7 separate regions of the Mus musculus genome follow, and all the other regions are linked to region 1. A link is a contact called in public HiCAR-type and promoter capture Hi-C data. All regions are on one chromosome and are shown on one strand. The core of a region is the stretch at or near the end of the contact, and the rest is flanking DNA. Distances in the headings are between cores, read along the strand shown.

What was found. Promoter capture Hi-C pulls out the DNA fragments that hold promoters and counts their contacts. HiCAR-type assays count read pairs that join an accessible place to other places.
Region 2: a HiCAR-type map of astrocytes shows a contact between it and region 1, with 12 times the contacts expected there. The contact joins the promoter of Dbf4 here to the promoter of Cfap69 in region 1. A contact is called at or near these places in 6 of 39 promoter capture datasets (cranial neural crest, frontonasal cranial neural crest, hippocampal neurons and 3 more), 3 of 115 datasets of contacts at active chromatin or transcription factors (astrocytes, embryonic stem cells and stem cell-derived neural progenitor cells) and 1 of 9 other capture datasets (adipose tissue).
Region 3: a HiCAR-type map of astrocytes shows a contact between it and region 1, with 6 times the contacts expected there. The contact joins the promoter of Adam22 here to the promoter of Cfap69 in region 1. A contact is called at or near these places in 5 of 39 promoter capture datasets (cranial neural crest, embryonic stem cells, hippocampal neurons and 2 more) and 2 of 115 datasets of contacts at active chromatin or transcription factors (astrocytes and stem cell-derived neural progenitor cells).
Region 4: a promoter capture Hi-C map of hippocampal neurons shows a contact between it and region 1, with 5 times the contacts expected there. The contact joins the enhancer-like site here to the promoter of Cfap69 in region 1. A contact is called at or near these places in 7 of 39 promoter capture datasets (cranial neural crest, frontonasal cranial neural crest, hippocampal neurons and 3 more) and 1 of 115 datasets of contacts at active chromatin or transcription factors (embryonic forebrain).
Region 5: a promoter capture Hi-C map of hippocampal neurons shows a contact between it and region 1, with 23 times the contacts expected there. The contact joins the enhancer-like site here to the promoter of Cfap69 in region 1. A contact is called at or near these places in 7 of 39 promoter capture datasets (the SN4741 cell line, cranial neural crest, frontonasal cranial neural crest and 4 more), 2 of 484 Hi-C or Micro-C datasets (cerebral cortex and uterus), 2 of 115 datasets of contacts at active chromatin or transcription factors (embryonic forebrain and embryonic stem cells) and 2 of 9 other capture datasets (liver and pancreatic islet).
Region 6: a contact with region 1 is called in a HiCAR-type map of fibro-adipogenic progenitors, with 10 times the contacts expected there. The contact joins the promoter of Steap4 here to the promoter of Cfap69 in region 1. A contact is called at or near these places in 11 of 39 promoter capture datasets (the 3T3-L1 cell line, 3T3-L1-derived adipocytes, the SN4741 cell line and 7 more) and 2 of 115 datasets of contacts at active chromatin or transcription factors (embryonic forebrain and fibro-adipogenic progenitors).
Region 7: a promoter capture Hi-C map of liver shows a contact between it and region 1, with 5 times the contacts expected there. The contact joins the enhancer-like site here to the promoter of Cfap69 in region 1. A contact is called at or near these places in 8 of 39 promoter capture datasets (cranial neural crest, frontonasal cranial neural crest, hippocampal neurons and 4 more), 1 of 115 datasets of contacts at active chromatin or transcription factors (embryonic limb bud) and 1 of 9 other capture datasets (adipose tissue).

What each region holds. Positions count from the first base shown.
Region 1 is chr5:5,662,837-5,665,662 of GRCm38.p6, reverse strand. Cfap69 (cilia and flagella associated protein 69) reads left to right here and starts at 1,431. Exons shown (of 23, transcript NM_172447.2): 1 at 1,431-1,755. The coding sequence starts at 1,633. It overlaps Steap2 (six transmembrane epithelial antigen of prostate 2), which reads left to right. Exons shown (of 6, transcript NM_001103156.2): 6 at 1-834. Gm40262 (a long non-coding RNA gene) reads right to left here and starts at 1,286. Exons shown (of 3, transcript XR_868231.3): 1 at 1,230-1,286.
Region 2 is chr5:8,421,361-8,424,186 of GRCm38.p6, reverse strand. Dbf4 (DBF4 zinc finger) reads left to right here and starts at 1,471. Exons shown (of 12, transcript NM_013726.3): 1 at 1,471-1,720; 2 at 2,794-2,826. The coding sequence starts at 1,675. It overlaps Slc25a40 (solute carrier family 25, member 40), which reads right to left and starts at 1,349. Exons shown (of 12, transcript NM_178766.5): 1 at 1,148-1,349.
Region 3 is chr5:8,366,688-8,369,513 of GRCm38.p6, reverse strand. It overlaps Adam22 (a disintegrin and metallopeptidase domain 22), which reads left to right and starts at 1,354. Exons shown (of 31, transcript NM_001310440.1): 1 at 1,354-1,638; 2 at 2,153-2,313. The coding sequence starts at 1,560.
Region 4 is chr5:8,310,782-8,313,607 of GRCm38.p6, reverse strand. The region is part of intron 3 of Adam22 (a disintegrin and metallopeptidase domain 22); the gene reads left to right. Among named protein-coding and RNA genes, the nearest start is that of Adam22, 56 kb to the left of the region's middle. Within about 2 kb of position 1,342, at least 39 of the 459 cell types and tissues checked have an H3K27ac peak or open chromatin away from gene starts, as enhancers often do. A contact at or near this core is called in hippocampal neurons, where this site is marked.
Region 5 is chr5:7,999,361-8,002,186 of GRCm38.p6, reverse strand. No RefSeq gene overlaps it. Among named protein-coding and RNA genes, the nearest start is that of Gm52802, 37 kb to the left of the region's middle. Within about 2 kb of position 1,491, at least 7 of the 459 cell types and tissues checked have an H3K27ac peak or open chromatin away from gene starts, as enhancers often do. A contact at or near this core is called in hippocampal neurons, where this site is marked.
Region 6 is chr5:7,959,063-7,961,888 of GRCm38.p6, reverse strand. Steap4 (STEAP family member 4) reads right to left here and starts at 1,417. Exons shown (of 5, transcript NM_054098.3): 1 at 1,348-1,417. It overlaps Gm30835 (a long non-coding RNA gene), which reads left to right and starts at 1,497. Exons shown (of 3, transcript XR_376720.3): 1 at 1,497-1,625; 2 at 2,761-2,826.
Region 7 is chr5:7,909,680-7,912,505 of GRCm38.p6, reverse strand. No RefSeq gene overlaps it. Among named protein-coding and RNA genes, the nearest start is that of Gm30835, 49 kb to the left of the region's middle. Within about 2 kb of position 1,370, at least 3 of the 459 cell types and tissues checked have an H3K27ac peak or open chromatin away from gene starts, as enhancers often do. A contact at or near this core is called in liver, where this site is marked.

The DNA.
Region 1 (2,826 bases), core at 182-2,681:
GAGATGGCTAACTTTGGTAAAACTGTTCCAAAACAATAATAACAAAAAACTACACATCATGAGCTTCTTAGTTTTTATATGTACACTTGTTAAAATGGGCATTATTCACACCAGGAGGTGCAAAGTTCTGCATTCCTGACGAGCCCCTAATGGCCACACAGTTAGGAAACCCATGAAAACCACTTTGAGTAGCAAGGATCTAAAATGCTTAATCTAGATAATTTACAAAATTCTTTCATTTTACCTTAAATCAAAATCTAGCCCTTGACATTTTCATGAACACTTATTGAACACCTTCTATGATATTGACTAGAAGGACCAAGAGTATGGCCTTCAGACCAACTACATCAGCATCACATGGGAACTCACTATAAAGGCAAACTGGAACCAGACAAGGTATTCACAAACATGCCTACCTACATCTCCAGCATGTCACAGGCTGGGGACACACAGCCACACCTTCACTCAGCAAGTAAGCAAATTAGTGGCTATGTACAAATTTTTAATTGCCTTAGTCTCAGTAGCATAACATGGTTGGGCTATTTCGTCAATAAATTCCACTAACTATACAGTGAGCACCAAAAAACAAAACAAAATAAAAGACAAAAAAAAAAGAGCATGCCACTAAGCGTGACATCTAAAACAACAGAAAAAATACAGGCTTCCTGGGAAAGATCAGGCCAGACTGTTTCATAGAGTGTAAGCCTTCTGAAGATGGTAGCATGAAGTTTGTACTCTATGAAGAGATCACAAGGCGACTGAGTATGAAGTGCGTGAGACTTCTGTCCCTCTTGCTTCTCAACCTACTAATGAATAAAATAAATGCTATCGTAGAAAAACAATTACAAAACTGGACTGTTGATTTGCCAGGTTGGAGAACACATCCTGTGAAGAATGTCAGTGTCTTTCTCTGGTTGCAAAAACGAGAACTTTCCATCCCAGGCCATACTAGACACCCAACCACTCTACTGCTCGAAAGATTTTCAAAAGTCTGTACTATGCCTTATTTGTTTGTCTAACTGTTCAATTAGGCCAGTACAAAAGTACAACATATATATATATTTGTGTGTGTGTATATATACATATATATATATATATATATATATATGTATATATACACACACACACCTGGGAAATTAAGCTACACTGACTGGTCCTATCTCTGCAGAAAGGGTAAAGTGCTCAGATTTCAAGATTATGCCAATCACATCCCTCAGAATGCATCTTACCTCCAGCTCATACTCCTCCGCCCCACACAGGCACTTATTAAGCAAGGGCCATTGCTACAAGACTGAAACACTAAGTGCATACCGCGATCTCAGTCACTGGTCTCCTTTGTCTCCCGCGCCGCACACCAGCAGACCCTCTTTTGGTGAAGTTTGGCTCTCCCAGCTTCCGTAAGCCCCGCCCCTAGCAACGCCCGGGCTTGTGTTAGCAACTGGAGCGCGCTGGGTGCCTTGGTCCTCCTGTGGGCACTAACAGCAGTTGGATGTCCGCTATGTTGCTGCGGCGGGGGTTACGACAGAACTTTCGGGGTCTTTCTCCTCCCTAGCTCAGCAGCGTGTTTTCTGCCAGGGCTCGTGGGTCCGTGGCTGCGGACGCACCTAAGACCTCAGGCTCCCACCCCGAACCATGTCCACCGCGGAGGCCTCGGCCACCACGGCCGACGCCGCCGAGGCGGGCGGCAGGACGAAGACCGGCAGTCCCCGCACAATCCCGGTGTTTGGGGTGGCGATCCCGGATGGGGAGATGCAGGTACGGCCGGGCTGTGCAGCAGGAGCGGAGAAGGGCATAAGGCTCCAGGGCAACCCAGTGGAATGAAGACCAGAATGAGATTTGGGAACCTGTGGGATGGAGATAATGATAGCCCAGCTGATCCCTGGAGGCTAGTGAAGAGGGGACTGGATGTCGTCAACCAATCTGTCTGGGGACTCTAGCTGCGTGGTTCTCATAAAGGGCGCGGGGGGGGGGGGCGAGGGGGGGAGCGCTCTTTCAAGTGTGGCCACGACAGGAACTGACATTGATTTGATAACTAGATCACTGTGGTGGGTTTTTGGTCTATTGATCCGTTATAAAGTGGCGTTCCCTGGGTTTCTTTCCTGCTAAATTGCCTGCTTCTGAAGCTTGCACTCACAGGTAGGGCAGATGCTGTTTGGAGAGCTGGGCACAATTTTCTTTGTTGTGTTTATACTTGTTTTCGGGTTTGCTATTGTTATAAATGTAAAGATTATTAAAATTGGGTTGAGGAACCTCTCTGCATTGCCCCCACACTAATGGTGTGGGGGGCCACTATGGGAATTCCTGTTGAGACGTCACAACTCCCAGACTGCGTCAGGAACTCTGTCTCCTGTGGCCACATCCTGGAGCCTTGGAGAGTTACTTGGGAGCAGTCAGTTGGCTGGGACTACTTCTGTGGGAACTGGGTGGAGCTCTCTGAGGGCTCTCACACATGTACGCCAACAGCCCTCAGAGTAACTACTTTTACATAAAGAGGGGATGCCAGGGGAATTTCCCTAATCAGTTTTGTGGAGGTATTCCTGTACAAGATCGGAGACGTGTGAGTGATCACCGCTTTCCACTCTCTGGGCTACAAGGAAGCTAGGCATTGCCACTATATAGGTGAGTTTGACTCTCATTTTTCTTTGGGCAAAGATTACATGACACAGACAAACGAGTTTAAAGACGTTCAATGGGTCATTGCAAAAGAAAAAAGAAGTTCGTGACATAGGAAGTAACATAGCTAGAAGTGTCTTGTGTTCATTCCTGCCTCTCCTTCTATGAGTATTCATATTGTTAGAAAGTACTGAGAGAATCAAAAGGCAATTT
Region 2 (2,826 bases), core at 222-2,721, 2.8 Mb before region 1:
CTAAGAACCAGTACTCTCTTCACAGACTAAATCGGAGCCTCGGAATTATCCAATTCCTAGATTAGCTGGGAAGCTGGGACCACCAATTCTGTAAAAAAATTCCATTCCTCCCCACCATTATTAAGATTTGTTCCCAGTCTCTTCCAACTCAGCTTGCTCTCCCTCTCCTCACTCGCACTGCCTCATCCCCTGACTCTCCACTTCATCTCACAAGCTCTACTCCAAGGCATTCCCCCTTCCCTCGTGGCTTTAATTCTACTCTGTATTAGTGCTTCTCAAACATTTGAACCAGTTTACAAACATGGAAATTCTGTTTCCTTTCCGTAGTTTACGCTTTGAAAATTGAATCCTCTCCTCATTTTTAAAAAATGTTTGCTCCTCCTTCTCAAGGTCTGTTAAGCACATGTATATTAATTCAAATTCATCAGTACAATGTCTCAACATATTTCCCTTTCTGGCTCCCTCCTCCGGACATTTCTTGAGATTACAAATTAGCTCCGACTGTCTAAAGCAGTTTAATACAGATAGACAGTTCGATGACTGTCGCTCCAGCCTCCGTCCATAACCTGTTTAAAACAAAATCATTTCTTTTAGCAATGCTAATCCAACTTGATGTTGTCTTTGGCGAATAGTCTCACAATTCACCTGTCTGTGCCTGAATATACTTATTTGTACTGACTGTCTTGAGGGTACTCCATCAAAAATCAATACTATAAGGAGTGTCTATTATAGCCAGGAGTTAAGAAATGCAGAACAGTACAAAGCATAACGTCTGTATGGGTGAGAGCAGAAGTATACTCCAAACAAGTTTTGTGAGGCATTTTCTCATTTACAAAGCAAAATTAAAACAAATCACGTACGCCTGAATTTCGTCTTGACCATAATCCCGTATTCCCGTTTTACAGATGAAAAACCCTGAGACTTCATTTTCCACTCTTTTATTGCTACAAAAAGGACAATTATACACACAGAGAGAAAGAACAGGTCTGTACAGAACAAAGTACCCAAAGGGCTGCGAGAGTCGGATCCGGCGGGTGGACCCCGGCCCCGCCGCCACCGCGGCCACCCGGGACCTTTGCGGCCCGTCTGCAAGGTCGGCGGGAGCCCAGGGCCGGCCCCGCGTCCCACACAGGGTTAACTGGAGTACCTGGTGGCGAGGCGACTGCAAGGCCCGGGTCTCAGCCAGCCTAGCAGGTGATGTCGACCACGAGGTGAAGCCTCCGAGGCTAACCGCGTCCACCGCCCTGGCTGCCCCACACTCCAAGTATGCAGAGCGGAGCCGGAACTCGAGGAGGACGCGGGAGAGCCGGGTCTGAGGCCCCGCGGGCTGGCGCGCCGGGGGCGTGGTCAGCATCCGGGGGCGGGGCCCGCGGGGCGCGAGGCGGGGCAGGTGGAGCCTGCGCGAGGCCGGCCCCGGCGTAGGAAGGGCGGGGAGCGCGTCTGGGCGCCGCGGTCGCGTGACGCGTTTTCAAATCTTTAACCGCCGCGGCTCCCGGGTCTGAGCTACAGCCTCTTCCTGCTCCGAGCCTCCGCGCCGGAACCGGCCCTCAAGCGCGGCCCGGCGCCGAGGCCGAGGCCGGAGCCGGGGCCGGGGAGGCCCTGGGAGCTTTGTGTTCGCGGCCGTTCCATGCGGCCCCCGGTGCGGACCCAGCATGTAGGTGCCTGGTGGCTGCCATGAACCTCGAGACCATGAGGATCCACAGCAAAGCACCTCTCCCGGGTATGGAGCCCCTCCCCCGCCGCGGTCCCTTTAATCGTTTCCTGCCTGGCTGGTTCCACGGAGGGTTCTAGAGAGTCTTCCTGCGGAGGGCCTCTTGCCGCTTTTGCGTTTCTGTGGGTTCTCGGCGCCCGCGAGGCGTTCGGTGTTGGTCTCCGTGAGGGACCGACGCTGGCCGGGCCCCTCATGCTCTCCCCGCCTCGGCCGCGAGCGACCCGGCATTCCCGGGGCTGCAGGCTTCAGACAATGCGCGGGTCCCCGACGGCCCCACGGAGGAGGCGCCCACGCCCATTTGTGACTGTTCCCGTCACTCGTGAGGGAGACGGAGAGGTGTATGTGTGTGTGTTTCAACCTCATAGACAAAAGCAGATTTCAATCTCAATGTTTAATATAAAAAATTTTCATTATAGGGAAAATTCCTAAGAGGTGCATGTGTGTCTAGTAACTAAGTACTAAAGTGCAGGTTGTCTTCGAAAGTTTAAAGAAGATGTTTGATTCTCATCTGCTTTTAAAATAAAAGATGGATGGCATAGTCCTTAGTGGGCTTAGGTTCTTAATATGTAAACAAAGTGCATGAACTCCCTCGTCTAGTTCTTTTAAGTACTAGACAAACTATGAAACCAAAATGCCAGCATTTAGTAACCCCTAAGAATTAGGTTGTTTATTCTAGATGAGTGTGTGTGGCTACCTAGGTAAATAAGCTTTAAATATTTGAAACACCTGTGTTGGGTTTTCACCGACCTGTTAATTACCCACATGACGTTTACACCATGAGAAGGTAAGTTTTCCAGAACAGCTCTATAGAATTCCTGCTTCATACACGGAACAGGAGTAAATAATAACTATTTTCTGCTGATTCAGCTCTTGTTCTCCAGTATAGAGTTTTGTGGAAACCATACAGGACAGTTTGCCTTCATCCTAAGTGGTAATATTAGGGAAAACATTTAGATTCTAATGACTTAATTTGTTATGACTAGTAATGTTTCCTTTCTGCAATAAAGCTGTTGAACATTTTTTGTAAAATAAATTAAAAATTTGTCTGCATAAAATGTTGCCTGATTCTTTTGTAATCACAGGTGGCATCCAAGACAGAAATGAAAAGAATCGAC
Region 3 (2,826 bases), core at 105-2,604, 2.7 Mb before region 1:
TCTCTTTCTCTCTCTCTCTTTTATTCTGGGGATCAAATGCCAATATATAGATTTCAAAATCTATAAAGCTCAAGTTCTAATTATGTTAATATGTGTGTTATTATTATTTCATCCTGGTGAGCCTCTAACATTTGAGAGGGGCAGTGTCTTATTTAGGGCTTTATTGCTGTGAACAGACACCATGACCAAGGCAACTCTTATAAGGACAATATTTGCTTGGAGTTGGCTTACAGGTTCAGAGGTTCAGTCCATTATCAAGATGGGAGCATGGCAGTGTGGAGGCAGGCATATGGCAGGAGGAGCTGAAGGAGCTGAGAGTTCTATGACTTCATCTGAAGGCTACTAGGAGAAGACTGGCTTCCAGGCAGCTAGGAGGAGGGGGTTAAAGCCTACACCCACAGCGGTACACCTATTCCAACAAGGCTACACTTTTGAATAGTGCCACTCCCTAGGTAGGGAAAGCGGCCTGACAAAGTCGTTTTCCTTATCTATTACTGGTGCAGGTTTGAAGCTGACAGATATAGGAGGAAGCAAACATATCACAGAGTATCCGGCTGACTCACTCTTCACAAGTCTTCCTAGACCTCTGGGAGACATCTGATTCTCCTGGAGTTGGGTTAACCACTCTCCCTTAGGTATCAAAATTAAAATGAAATCAAATGTCAATTCAAAAAAAGGCGTGGAGAATGGACAGAGATGTCTCAGAGGTTTAAAACACTAAGTGTTCCTCCAGAGAAAATGAGTTGGATTCCCAGAACCCACAAAACCTTCTGTAACCCCAGTCCTAGGGACCCAACATTCTCTTTGGGCCTCCAACCATAGACACTGCATACACATGGCAGGTGCACAGACACACCTGTCAGCAAAATACTTCATAGGAATAAAAGCATTGAAAACCGCCTTGGGAAAATTCTTACCAAAAAGGCTTTTCTTAATTGCACCTCACAATGTGTGACTCACGCCCAGCACACAGTAGGCCCTCAGTCCAGATCTGTGGCAAAATTGACTTGTCCTGCACTCAAGGCATGGTCTCTTGGAAACACAAGAAATAGTAGTAGCTCGTGAGCAACCCTGTGGCTCTTCGCAGAACTTGGGGGCGAATTCGGGGTGCGGCCACTGTGCAGGTGACCTCCATCACCTCTCCTCCTTTGGTGTGCAGTCTACTTCTTGGGTTTTGGGTGGCTATGGTAGCGTCGCCTTAGAGACCAGCTAGCTGTGCGGGGAGGGAACTACATTTCCCAGCTACTCTGGTGCGCGCGGCCGGGTGCGGCGCGTGGGGCAAGTGCACCACCAGGGCCCTGCGCACCCGGCTCTTTCCCCCCGCTGTGCTGGCCACCAGCCCGGGCCTCCGCCTGGGGATGAGGTGGGAGGCGCTAGAAGCCACTTAGCTACAGGCTGGCGCCCGAAGCGGCGCTCGCTCGCTGCCCCCGCCACCGAAGCGCTCGCCAGGCACAATGCAGCACTGAGGCCACGGAGGCTGCGGTAGCGGCTCGAGCTGGGAAGGGGCGGTTGGGAGGCCGAGCCCCAGGCCCGGGCAAGAGCAGCTGAGCGCCGCCACCATGCAGGCAGCGGCGGCCGCGTCCTTCTGGCTGCTCTGCGTCTTGGGGACCTGCCCCCTGGCGCGCTGCGGTCGGGCAGGTAAGTTCGCATTTGCCGGGGTTTCCAGGACTCTTTGGAGCCTGGAGGACCCTCTAAAAGCCGCACCCGCATTTCCACAGTGCGCCGTCGTTTATTTTTTATTTTTATTTTTTGAAGGTCGGCGAGGAAGGGGTGTAAGCACACATGTGTGGGGGACCCGAGGATGCATCAGCAATCTGGGGTCAAATGCTTTTTTTTTTTTTTTTTTTCTCTTTCCTCCTGCAAAAGAAGAGTCTCCTTCAGGAAAACGGGAAAGGGGTGCCCTGTTTCTGGGCCCAGAGATGCTCTCGAAAGAGCTGGTTCCAGGGCTTTCCAGCTGGTGTCTCTGCGTCCTTCCCAGTTAGGTCCAGGAGGGAGGAGGCGGGGAATAAGGTGATGAGGAGTGCAGGATGGAGGACTGTGGGTCAGGGTCATTATTTTTTGCTGTTTCTCTCTACTCCCTCCTTCCCTCCTTCCCTCCTTCCCTCCTTCCCTCCTTCCCTCCTTCCTGCCTGCCTGCCTGCCTGCCTGCAAGGAGTCGCCTCACTGAAAGGACTGGAGAGGGGGAAAGAAAACCGCTTCCTGGAGCGCCAGAGCATCATACCACTGCGCCTCATCTATCGCTTGGGCGGCGAGGATGAAACTCAGCACAACCAGCTCGACACGCGGGTGCGGGGCGACCCTGGCGGACCGCAGGTGAGTGGCGGGGTTCGGGAGATGGTCCTCCACACTGCCCAGGGACCCCGCGTTTGCTTAGGGTTGCCCTGGAAATGCGGTGTACCGGGTGAAAAGAGCACAGTCCTAATTTGATTCCTGCATGATACTCTTGGTGTAAGTGCAAAAAGGAGGAAAAAAGGAACCAAAAGAAGGGTAGGCCAATGTTTTGCAGACGTGCTAGGGGGTAGGGGTGGCATTGGATGCTCCTAGTAGCCCTGTAACCTGAGCTAGGGACAAGAGGCACAGACCCTATCTCCTTAGTCAAGTGAAAACTGCACGGGGTAGGAGGAGTCTATTTAGGCAGGATATGCATCACCATCTTTGTTGTTTTAACTCTGAGAGAAAACATTATAAACCAGGATGATTATTGTAGAAAGAAGAGAGGAGAAGAAAACTAGGCTGCTCTAAGAAACCAAACTAAAATAAACAACATCTCAAAATCCCCTGGTCACTCAGATTTGTGAACACCAGAGACATGCCCATTCAGTCCTA
Region 4 (2,826 bases), core at 93-2,592, 2.6 Mb before region 1:
CTACATCATTCTGAAATATATGTGAAGACTAGTGATTTTAATGTGTTTATTCTGTATCTATTATTTTGTTTTTATACCCACAAAGACAATATTCTATGCTTGCATTATTCATGATGGTTAAAGTTTTAAAACCTGGGGACAAATTTTGTGATTTTGGATTTCAGTTTAGTTGACAAAATCATTAATAAATAGAAGCTTTGAATTAGATGACCATGCTAATGATGATTTGAGTACTTGCCCTTTTTTTCTACAATTTAGAGAAGTTCATATTTCTTTTATCAGGATAAATACAATTTTAATTACTTGTGGTCGGTGGGGGAATAAAGCAGGGGTGAGATAGGAAAGAAGAGACCTGGGCTTCATTTTCACCATAGCAGGAAGGACAGCGGCCAATTCCTCTGTTTCCCACTCATTTGCGTTTAGCCTCCTGGTCCAGTCATTAAGGTTGCATTGTTGTGTCTTACAAATGCTTCTATCTTCTGAGAATTAGGAGAACTGCTACATTTCCTGTGACATCCTCAAGAAAAATCGAAAAGAGCTTAATACTTGGACACCTGCCTGTCTTTTGGTTCAAAGGGTAAAGACACATATAGAAAAAGAATGTAGAAGCCATTGGCCAACACTGGCCAGGAGCATGAAAAGCAGTAGAAATCCAAAAAAACTACCTTTCAGCAATGAGGAATCTCTTCTTGCTCAGAAACCTCGCATGCCACGGACTCTCAGAGAGAGGATGACCCTCCTGGTCCTATGGGTCTGTGTGCTGTACTTCAAATGGGAGGATGAGATTTTAAGGCTCAAGGCTTGACTTGATGCATGGTACTCTGTCACCTAAAGACTTTGTTTTTAAGACCAAGTTTCTAGTGTTGTAGATAGTGTGTGGGGGACTCCTCTCCACCCCCATCCTTACTGTCTGTAATACACTTTATTTATCAGTGGATCGGCCCTAAGCAGTCTAGCCCTTGGCTGAAATGTTAACAAGTGGAAATATTCAGAGATGGGCACTTTGGATGTGCCTCTTAGGAAAAAGCCAAGTGCATGACAGCATTGTGACTCAAAAGACCTAGATGTGGGCAGTAGCTCTGTGATGAGTTATGCAATGTTCTCCGTGTTGCATAATCTCTGGAAGTGAGTCTTCTTGACTTTAAAATGGCAAATGCTCTGCTTGAACTGACAGAGAACTTATGTAAAGATAATGTATGTTATCAGCTTTCCTAGGTAGTTGCAGATGATGCTTATTGATATCTGGCAACACTTTAAATCAAACTCACAAGGGAAGGGAGAAAGGACTGAGTCCTGTGAGTCATGTCCCAGGGAGTTCTGCTTGTTTTGGTTTGCAGCCTGCGATTCTGATTTCTGTCTAGCTCTCTCTCATTTCTGCTGTGTTCTGTCTTTTTTTCTAACTCGCTGTGTATGTGTGCCTTCAAGTTCAGCTGAGGGGGAAGGAATGCCTGTATTTGCTTCATTATCTCAGTGAGTCTTATTGGCTTCATCCCACTCCAGAAGAGTCACAGGCTCATCACTAAACCTGATACTGTAACCTTGCAGTACCTTGGGGCTCTTGTAGACCAGCCTGAATTTGGGTGTGGAATCTGCCTTTCCCAACCCACAGATGCTGAATTGGGCAGGGATGACTTCCTAAAGGACATTTAGGGTGTATATTACAGCATCAAAGAATGGCTAGTGAACAAGTCATTTTTATTTTATTTTTGTCTGTGAAGAAAATATGCCTATGATCTAAAAAGATAGTCAAGAAATAGCTGAGCAATGTGCACAACAAATGAAGAAAGGACTACATTTTCTTTAAAAAAAATTAACCACTTTATTTTGTATTTTGAAGATCTTTGCCATAAATTTATATTGTAGGAAAAAACTCTAGTAGCTTATTTTTCAGATTATATCAGGAAGGAAGGTAGGACGTACGGCCCAATATTGATCACATGTCTAGGATTACGGAATCCAGAGGCTCTAGGAACCAAATGTTTGGCATGTTTATAACATTTTATTGTGGTGATGTGCACTGTGAGAAGCATCATCTTGAGTGCAGTGTAGTTATTCATGCGTTTTCATCATCACAGTCATGCATCTCTAGAACGTCTTTCACTTTGTAGAACTGAACTTAGAAAAGAAAGAGAAAAATTTCTATTATGTGACTAAAACAGATTATAACAGCCAAGAGCATCAAACTCCATTCATTTAGATGACTCTGTGTGTGTGCATGAGTGCGTGTTTGTGTGTGTGTGTTTGTGTGTGTGTGTGTGTGTGTGTGTGTGTGTGAGAGAGAGAGAGAGAGAGAGAGAGAGAGACAGAGACAGAGACAGAGACAGAGACACTTGGGTTTGAACCTGGGACCTTGAGTATGCTCATCAGCTCCTTTATGTTGGATCTTTATCCTAGGCTGGGCCTGAGTTACTGTAATACAAGCAGACCGTGGACTATGGTACTCTTCCTTTAGCCTCCCAAGTAGCTGGAATTACAGGCCTGTTCCCCCGGGGCTGGCTAGATGACTATTTTATGAGATCATTTTTCACTTGTTTCTTGATCTTAGCCCAACACATTATTCATTCCATAGGAGGTTGGGCTGGAAAAAAAGTAACAGCATCAGAGAAACACCATCCTAGGTGAAATGAGGGCATGCAAACCTGGGAGGCGTAGGAGCCTTTGGTTAGAACCTGCAGCTCTTTGTCAGGAATGTGCACGTCATTGCCAACACGGTAGCTTCACACATTGTGAAATTATTCCGTTTCTGTGACCAAGGGCTCAGAAGGAAAAGCCGAGCAGAGAAAAACCATGAAAAACCCAATAACGTTTTTGTAACATTTTATTTGG
Region 5 (2,826 bases), core at 242-2,741, 2.3 Mb before region 1:
TTATTTATTTATTTATTTATTTGTGTGTGTGTGTGTGTGTGTGTGTGTGTGTGTGTGTGTGTGTGTACATGCACACACACTGGATGTGCACGGTGCATCTGTGTATAATGCTTTACAATGGTTACATAATCCAAAAGTTTTTATGTGCATCTATTTATTTGTTTGTTTATGTATGTATGTTGCAGTGATTTTCAACCCTAATGAGCCCATATAAAGAACACACAATCCAATTATTGTATTCATAAGCTATATGGCTAGATTGGGCAGATCTAGCACTGTACTTAATGATTCCTCAGCTCTGAGACCCTTTGCTACTTGCAGTTTCTCCTGGCCACGTGGTTCTGCTACATCTTCCTCCTTCTCCTCCTCTTCCTCCTCCTCCCCTTTCTCCTCCTCCTCTTCTGTCCTCTCTCCTTCCTTCTCTTCCTCCTCCTATCCGCCTCCCCTCTCAAAGACCTCCTGTCCCACCTTTTCCTTCCACTGCTGAATCACAGGCACTGGCCTTATTTTGACCAGTTAAAATGGGGAAAAGGCTCACATGAGCTCACCTGAGTCCATGATTGGCTGCTTGGGTGGGTTAGGGGGTGGCAGCCCCTCTTGAAGCAGAATTAATATCAGAACACAAACAGCATCAGGGCAACTCACAAAATATGTATGTGTGTTTTGTGTGTGTGTTGTGATGTGAGTGTCTACGTTAGGGGACACTGTGGGAGTCAGTTTTCTCTTTCTACAGTATGTGACCCAGATACAGAACTCAAGTCACTATGTTCGGCGGCACACACCCTCACCTGCTGACCTGAGAGGCATGTAGCTACTGCTGACTATTTTTAAACATACTCTTCATTCCCATTCTACAGATGACTATGCTGACCCTAAACTGAAGTAATTTGCTCCTTGTCTCAAACCAAGAATCATATATTTTGAAACAACATATATTCAATTTTATTTCCATATAAATTTGAAACATGAAAGTGATTAAACTCTGGCTAAAGAGACATCTGACACAAACATTGCAAGTAGTAACATTATTTAAATATAATCATTTTAGAAACAAAAAATTTGGAATCATTAGAAAAGTTTATGGATGGTTGTAGGTGGAGGTATTGTTCCCCGAACTGGTTCTTCATTGTGTCAAAAAAGATTGCGGGAGCCAATTGCTGGGCAAAGGAAAAAAGGTGGGAATTCCAGGTCCCAGGAGAAAGAAGAGGGGACGAGATAGCTTTTCCACCAGGCTTTTGGGAAGGAGGGCAAACACCATGTAAGGCTTGGGGGGCAACGAGAACTGTGGTGCCACCAGCAGAATTCTGATATAAGATAGCTGACGAGTTTAGGGCGATAGATTCTGCACCCAGCAGTTGTGTTATCTGGCTGATTTTAGAGTGTTAGAACTGTCTGGTGTTTTCCATCCACGGAACAAAGGTGTGCAGCGTGAGGGCACAGCCTGGGCGTCTGCTAGAGGCTTAGTGGAGTTAGCCTCGAGAGGTTGAGTGAGTACAGTTCCTGTTAGGGAACCAGCTGGCCGTTGGTGGAGCTATGTCGGGAGTGGGACCAGTGGCAGTGTGTTCCCCGGGAAGGCAATATCGTGGATTTTAAAATTACACACAACAGATGGTCTCTGATTAAATCAGTTGGTTTCATGATCTGATATGAACACAGATGATGTATTAGGAATGGCTATACAATTTTGGCTGGTTATGTACACACACACACACACACATGTCATGTATATGTATACACACACATATATTTTTATAATTTTTATTCACTTTACATCTTTATCACAGCTCTCCCCCCTTTTCTTTTCCCAGTCCCACCCTTATAAATCACTCCTCTCTACCCCCTCTTCCCTTCTCCTTAGAAAAGAGGAGCCTCCCTTGGGTACCGCCCAATCCTCCGCACTTAGTTCCATTAGGTCTAGGCCATCCTGTCCCATGGAGGCCCAACCAGGCAGACCAAGTAGTGGGCAGGGATCCAAAGGCAGTGGACAGAGACTGTACTCCATTGCACTTGTTAGGGGACTAACATGAAGACCAAACTGTTCATTTGCTATAAATGTGTAGGGTGTCAGGGTCCAGCTCCTGCATGCTCCCTGGTTGGTGGTCTCAGGTTGGTTGATTCTGTAGATTGTCCTGTGTTGTCCTTGACCTCTCTGACTTGCTCACTTTTACCCATCCCCCCACTCTTCCACAAGTCACCCCAGGCTTCTCCTGATGTTTGGCTGAGGTCTATGCATCTTCTTCCATCGCCTGCTGGATGAAGCCTCACAGGAGACAGTTATGCTAGGCTCCTGCCTACAAGCATTGGCAGAGTATCATTAATAGTGTCAGGGCTTGGCTCTGTCATGTGGGATGGGTCTCAAGTTGGGGCAGTAATTTGTTGGTTGTTCCCCCAGTCTCTTCTCCATCTTTATTCCTGTACATCTTGTAGGCAAGACAGATTTTGGTCTGAAGGGTTTATGGATGGATTGATGTCCCCCTCCCTCCTAAAAAAAAAAAAAAAAAAAAAGGCCTGTCTGTCTTGCTACAAGAGGGTGAGATTCACACATCCTCCCTTGGAACCTTCTTATTATTCAGTTTTATTTATTTATTTATTTATTTATTTATTTATTCATTCATTCATTCATTCATTCATTGCTTCTGTGGATTGTAGCATAACCAGTTGTCCTGGACTTTATGGCTAATGTCCACTTATAAGTGAGTACATACCACATGTGTCTTTCTGGCTCTGGGTTACCTCTCTCAAGATAATATTGTCAAATTCCATCCATTTGCCTGCAAAACTCATGATGTCTTTGTTTTTAATTAACAGTATTCCAACGTATAGGTA
Region 6 (2,826 bases), core at 168-2,667, 2.3 Mb before region 1:
CAGATGTCTGTAGAACATGCCCAAGTCAGAGGTCTGGTCTAATGTATGTTGCTTCCTGCACTGCCAGTTGCTATGTGAATTTTAGCAGAACCATAAATGTGGCCAAATGGAGAAAGTGCGATGACCCAATTTAATGTACACATGTAGCATTTACTTTACAGCTTTGAGGTTGATACTTGAGAGTGCTCCATCCTGTTTTCTGGCCCGGTGGTGTTTGCCATGCAGGTAGAATGCTTGCTGGTAGGATTTCACACCGTGCTAAATCACAGTGCTCTGAAAAACTCGGGGCCTTGCAAAGGCCATATCTCAAAAAAGTTACTGCTTCAAATAAATGTGCCATTTTATAAAATTACACCTACTGGATCAGAAAAAAAAAGGTTCTTTCATGTGAGTGACATTTATATGACTGCCATTTATACAGAATTGGACATTCTCACACAGCAAGGCTGAAGAATGGTTTGAAAGCCAGAGTAGTCTCTGAATGATAAATGTGGTGAAACTTTTAGATGCTCCTGTGAGAGTGGTTGGGTAATTTCCTTGTAACAACAAAGTTTGCGTTATTATGGAAAGTAATTACTCAGGTATACCTGGAGCATTAGCAAGACTTTCGACACCGTTCACAGCGGTAGCACCTCATGTCATAAGGCTGTTTTTACCCTGGTAGAGCAGCATTGTGTGGATCCTCTTGGACCAATAGGCTTTCAAGTTAGATTTGTGGAACTGAGGCGACAGTTAGAACGAAGAACAGAACTCTAAACACCCTGACTCCGTGGTTAGAGCCATGCACTGAAAAATAATAAAGGAAAAAAAAAAAAAAAAACCCAAACCACCTGGCATCTGCCTCTGGACAGGCGTTCTTTCCCTCAAACTACATCACAAACAATATACCTCTAGAAAAGCAATCGCTAAGCTGCTTAAGGATATTTAAATTAAGATCAAGGAAGACCGACTGCCCAATTTCATCTCTGTGAGAAGTCCTTAGATTTAGCCTTATATTGCTGGACTGCACACCTAAGTTCTTCCAGGCTCCTTTCCCGTTGGCACTTCAGATTTGTAGGAATCCAGTTAGACAGAGAAAGAATCCAGCTGGGTCTTTCTCTTTGGGAGTCTTCTGCACCTTGATGAGTAATAAATACAACCTCAGGAAGCTAATGATTGGCTGAATGGCTCAACTGATCCCGAAGTAGCCTTTTATGAGAAGGCTATGGGGGTGAGTGTGCCTCTATCTCTGTATCAGCTGGCTGGAAAGTAGAGTCCAGAAAAGAAGGGCTGGAGGTGGGCTGACAGAAATGGAACCTCAGCCCCTGGATAAAGCAACAAGGCAAAAGAGCCAGTAAAGTGACCCACCTGCGGCGAGGCGCCCGGAGGGGCGTTGGTCTGGCGCGGCTGCGGTGGGCTCTGCCTTCTAGGCTTGCAGAGGTAGCCAGCCTGTGCTCTGCGCTGGCTCCAGGCTCCCGCTTTTAAGCCAAAGAGCGGAGGAGGGAGGGCCCGCTTGATTTCGCAAGAGGAGCTGTGAAGCAAAGTTTCCGGGAAGAGTTCAACCTGGGAATCCCGCACAGCTGGAAGGACCAGAACTTATTGTGCAGCTCTGGCTCGCAGATGGACGTTCTCCGCTGCCAAGCGGGGTATAAAAGGGGTTTTCCGGAACCTTTGGGGTGGGGCATCCCAGGTCAGCTGCAGCCTAGAGGGGCAGAGAGATACTCCTTTTCTGTTAGAGCTAGAGGACTCTGGGTAGCTAAGAAAACAGTACATGGGCAAGGAGCTTAGGCATTCCTCTTAGTTGCCTCTCTTCTTACGAAATAGTGGTGTCTTTCTCCTGCCAGGAGCCCTGATTTTTAACAGAGTCAGAGCTTAAAAGATGGAGAGTTTTCAGGTCTTCATCTCAAATGCATATGTATCTCTGTGTTCTCCAGGGCTCCAAGTTTGCTTATACCCAGGCAGCTGTGTGCATCTCCTCCTGTTAATTCCTTCCCTACATGGTAACAATGCAATACAAATGTTACCTAAATGGATGCCACACTTTATTGTTTGGGAGAGAAAGACAACAACCAAACAACAATACCTGCTTACACATGCAGAAAAGATGAATATATTTTTTTTCTAAATAGTTTTGATTCATTGTTTATTGAAACCATGCTTGGAAAACCCATGGAAGTGAAGGGCTGACCACGTATACAATTGGGTTGGTGTATCTTTCTATAGAGGAACCCAAATCTACCCCTACGGTGCTTTCAGACATAAAGAAACATGACAACGTGGAGGAAAGAGCATGCCTACGTTGCTGTTAAAATACAGCATTCTTCAAGTTTGTCTTTCTCCCAACCATCTGGTTTAACTTCCATGGCACTCTTGCCAAAGTTCAGATTCACAGTCTCAGGGGAGTGTGTTCTCAGAACTTATGAACCAGACTCTTCTTTGCCTTGATTGCAACTCTCTTCCTATGACCTGTGGAGTCAGCTGGGACCTCAGCGTCTCCCCAGAGGTCTTGTCCTGACAGCTAGTTGATTAAATAACTTCTTTGAGTGACATGGTTAGGGCATCTCACTCCTTAAGAGACTTACTACGTTTGTAGCTCTTTGTGGGCGGGTTTTCATCATACCTGATATAGTACCACATCTCGAATAGCTACTGTGCTTATTGATAAACCTACTCCCCATTCTTGTATTTTGCAGAGTTCATCAATACTATCTGTAGGCCAGAAAAGAACTTAAACATAACAAAACAAAAAACACCCGCTAATTTTGTGATTGAATTTTCTAGGTTTGAAGACTCACCGGTGAGAAAGGTATGAGTCTAGGGAAGAAGACATCCAGCTGTGTCTCCAAG
Region 7 (2,826 bases), core at 121-2,620, 2.2 Mb before region 1:
AATTGCTTTCTTTCTTTTCTTAAAAGCTACAGGGTGAATATGCTCTAGTCAGTCTTGAAAAGGGCAGGAAAGACTAACGTTGAATCCAGGAAAAATCTCAGCTGATGTACAAACAAAATAGCACAGGACATGCTGTTCTAAGGTTTCCGTTGTTGGCTTTACACCTCTCTGTCTCTGAGAAAGAATCCAGCTCACATATTCTGAACTGAATCCACTCTCTGAAGGCTGTGCCAGAAGGTAAGAAAAGCAAGCGTGTCCCTCAGGGCAGTGATATGATGGGCCTGTGTCCTGGACAGAGGGCCATTTAAAAGGTAGTTCCGGGGGTCACCTGCAGAGGGCAGCAGATCTGAATATAGGTCAGGCATAAGTTAGTTTCAAATATTAGGGGCTCTGATCATCAGGACCAACATCTAAAAGATGAAGAAGTCATGGGAAAGACCTAGCTGATAGTGTAACCAGAAAAACTGTGACTCTCTCTGAGAGCATTTTCCCAAAGGCATCTGTAGTGTGCTCTATGTGGCACAAAACCCAGAGAGGACAGAGCTACCTTAAGCACACATATGGCCACAGAGGTATTTAAAAGCATTTTGTGAATAGACCATGTGCATGGACATCAATATAAACAGCATATTCTAATATAAGTTGATACAGGGTATCTCTACATTATTGTGAAGCTTTTCTTCTCAACTTGTAATCACCATGTTAGAAAATGGTCGTGTTAGATAAAAATCTTACTTATTCTTCCTTCCAGAAAATAATGAAATGTTGCTTCTAGAATGTACTGTTTTTTCAAAGGCATTACTCCCTAGACGACCAAGTCTAAAGTTCTGAGTTTTCCCATGCTTGTGTTTCCTGCTGACCTCGTTTAGTTAATTTCAGATTCCCCAGTGCATTCGGGGGGCTGGAGGGGGTGTCAATAGATTCTCATGTCAGGATTTTATTTACTTCTTATCTCCACTTGACCAGGATTAAATAGTCAAGTTTTTTGTTTTGTTTTGTTTTGAAAGAGAATTTATCTAAAAAAAAAAAATAAAGCAAGATTGTTTTACAATGGTAGCACTGAACCAGAAAATTTTGTGTAATGGTGGGGTGATTCAATGAGTTAAAAATGTTTACCTGGTTTGCTTAGCTGCAGTTTCCCTAGTAGGTTATAGTAAGAGCGTGAACACTTGTCAGCGAGGCCTGCGTCTTCACACCACGAGCCATCCTAGATGAAAATGACTGACACTTTTAATTGTACTTTAAATTTATCTGGCTAACATCTGGGGCGTGACCTCAAATAAGGCGTCAAACAGAACAGAAGAGAACGTCAGGGCTAAGGACAGTTCTGGTCATGATTTGTGTCAGAGAAGAATTTGTAAACTCTTGAGCAATTTTTGTTGCGAAGACTTTTATTATCTTTTGACTTAGAAGTTTGAACAAACAAAACAGCTTCCTAGTGACAAAACGCAAAGCACACTAAACTCAAGCACATAAAAAAAAAAAAGAGCCACAATCACATTTTTACTTTCTAAAGCATGTAGTGAAGATATACTTAAAATAGTAATTAAGCTTTGGAATAGATATGATAACAGAAGTTTTCTTCCTGTGCGGGTTCTAGCCAGGATTCCAAATCTAATTTGAGAAATGTAAATACAATTATCTCTGTTACAACATCCGGTGGAGGTTTCTCATAGTCAGTGCTATTGACTTTAGGGTCAGATAGTTCTCTGTTTAGGTGCTGTTCTGTCCAGTGTGTCTATAGCATCTTTGCATTTCAGCCACTGGATGTTCAGGACTCCTCCAATACTGCTCTGTGTAAGCTGCAACAACCAACTATTTCTTAAGAAAGTGTCACATGCATTTAGATCGGCAGAGGGCCAAAACCCACCTCTAGTGAACACCTAGAATACTAATAGATTTACTGGGTAAGTATAGTATCAAAAAATTTTTAATTAATTTAATTTAATTTAATTTTATTTTACAGTCCAGTTGTTATCCACTTTCTGGTCCACTCTCCCACAGCTCCTTATTCCTTCCTTCCTACCCACCCCCCAACTCCACCCATCTCCAAGAGGATGTATGTGTGTATGGGGCCTCAGACCAGCTGGTGCATGCTGCCTGGTTGGTGGCTCAGTGTCTGAGAGACCACAGAGATTTGGGGTAGTTGAGACTGCTGGTCTTCCTATGAGGTCACCTTCCTCCTCAGCTTCTTCCAGCCTTTCCCTAATTCAACCACAGGGGTTCCCAACTTCAGTCCACTGGTTGGGTGTTAGTGTCTGCTTCTGTTTCAGTCAGCAGCTTGTTGGGCCTCTTGGAGGGCAGTCATGCTAGGCTCCTGTCTGTAAGCACACCATCAGCAATAGTGTCAGGCCTTGGAGCCTCCCCTTGAGATGGATTCCAATTTGGGCCTGTCACTGGACTGCCTTTCCCTCAGTTTCTTCTTCATTTTTGTCCCTGCAGTTCTTTTAGGCAGGGACAATTCTGGGTTGGAGTTTTTGACTGTGGAATGGCAATCACATTTCTCCTTACTGTTGGGCATTTCATCTAAGGTCCCTCCCCTTGAGTCTTGAGAGTCTCTCACCTTCCAGGTCTCTGGCACATTCTAGAGGGTCCCCCTACCTCTCACTCCCCAAGGTGCATAGTATTAAAATTTAAAAGCAAAACTTACCTGTGAAGAGAGGAGTGGTGGCAACTACTCAGTCCTTCTAGGGTTGAGGCAGAAGTATGGTGAGTTTGAGGGCAGCTGAGCTGTACAGTTGCACCCCATTTCAAAGCAAACCAACAACCAATAAGCCAACCAACAAAAATATACTCTGGAAAATATAGGAATGACCAATAGTCCTT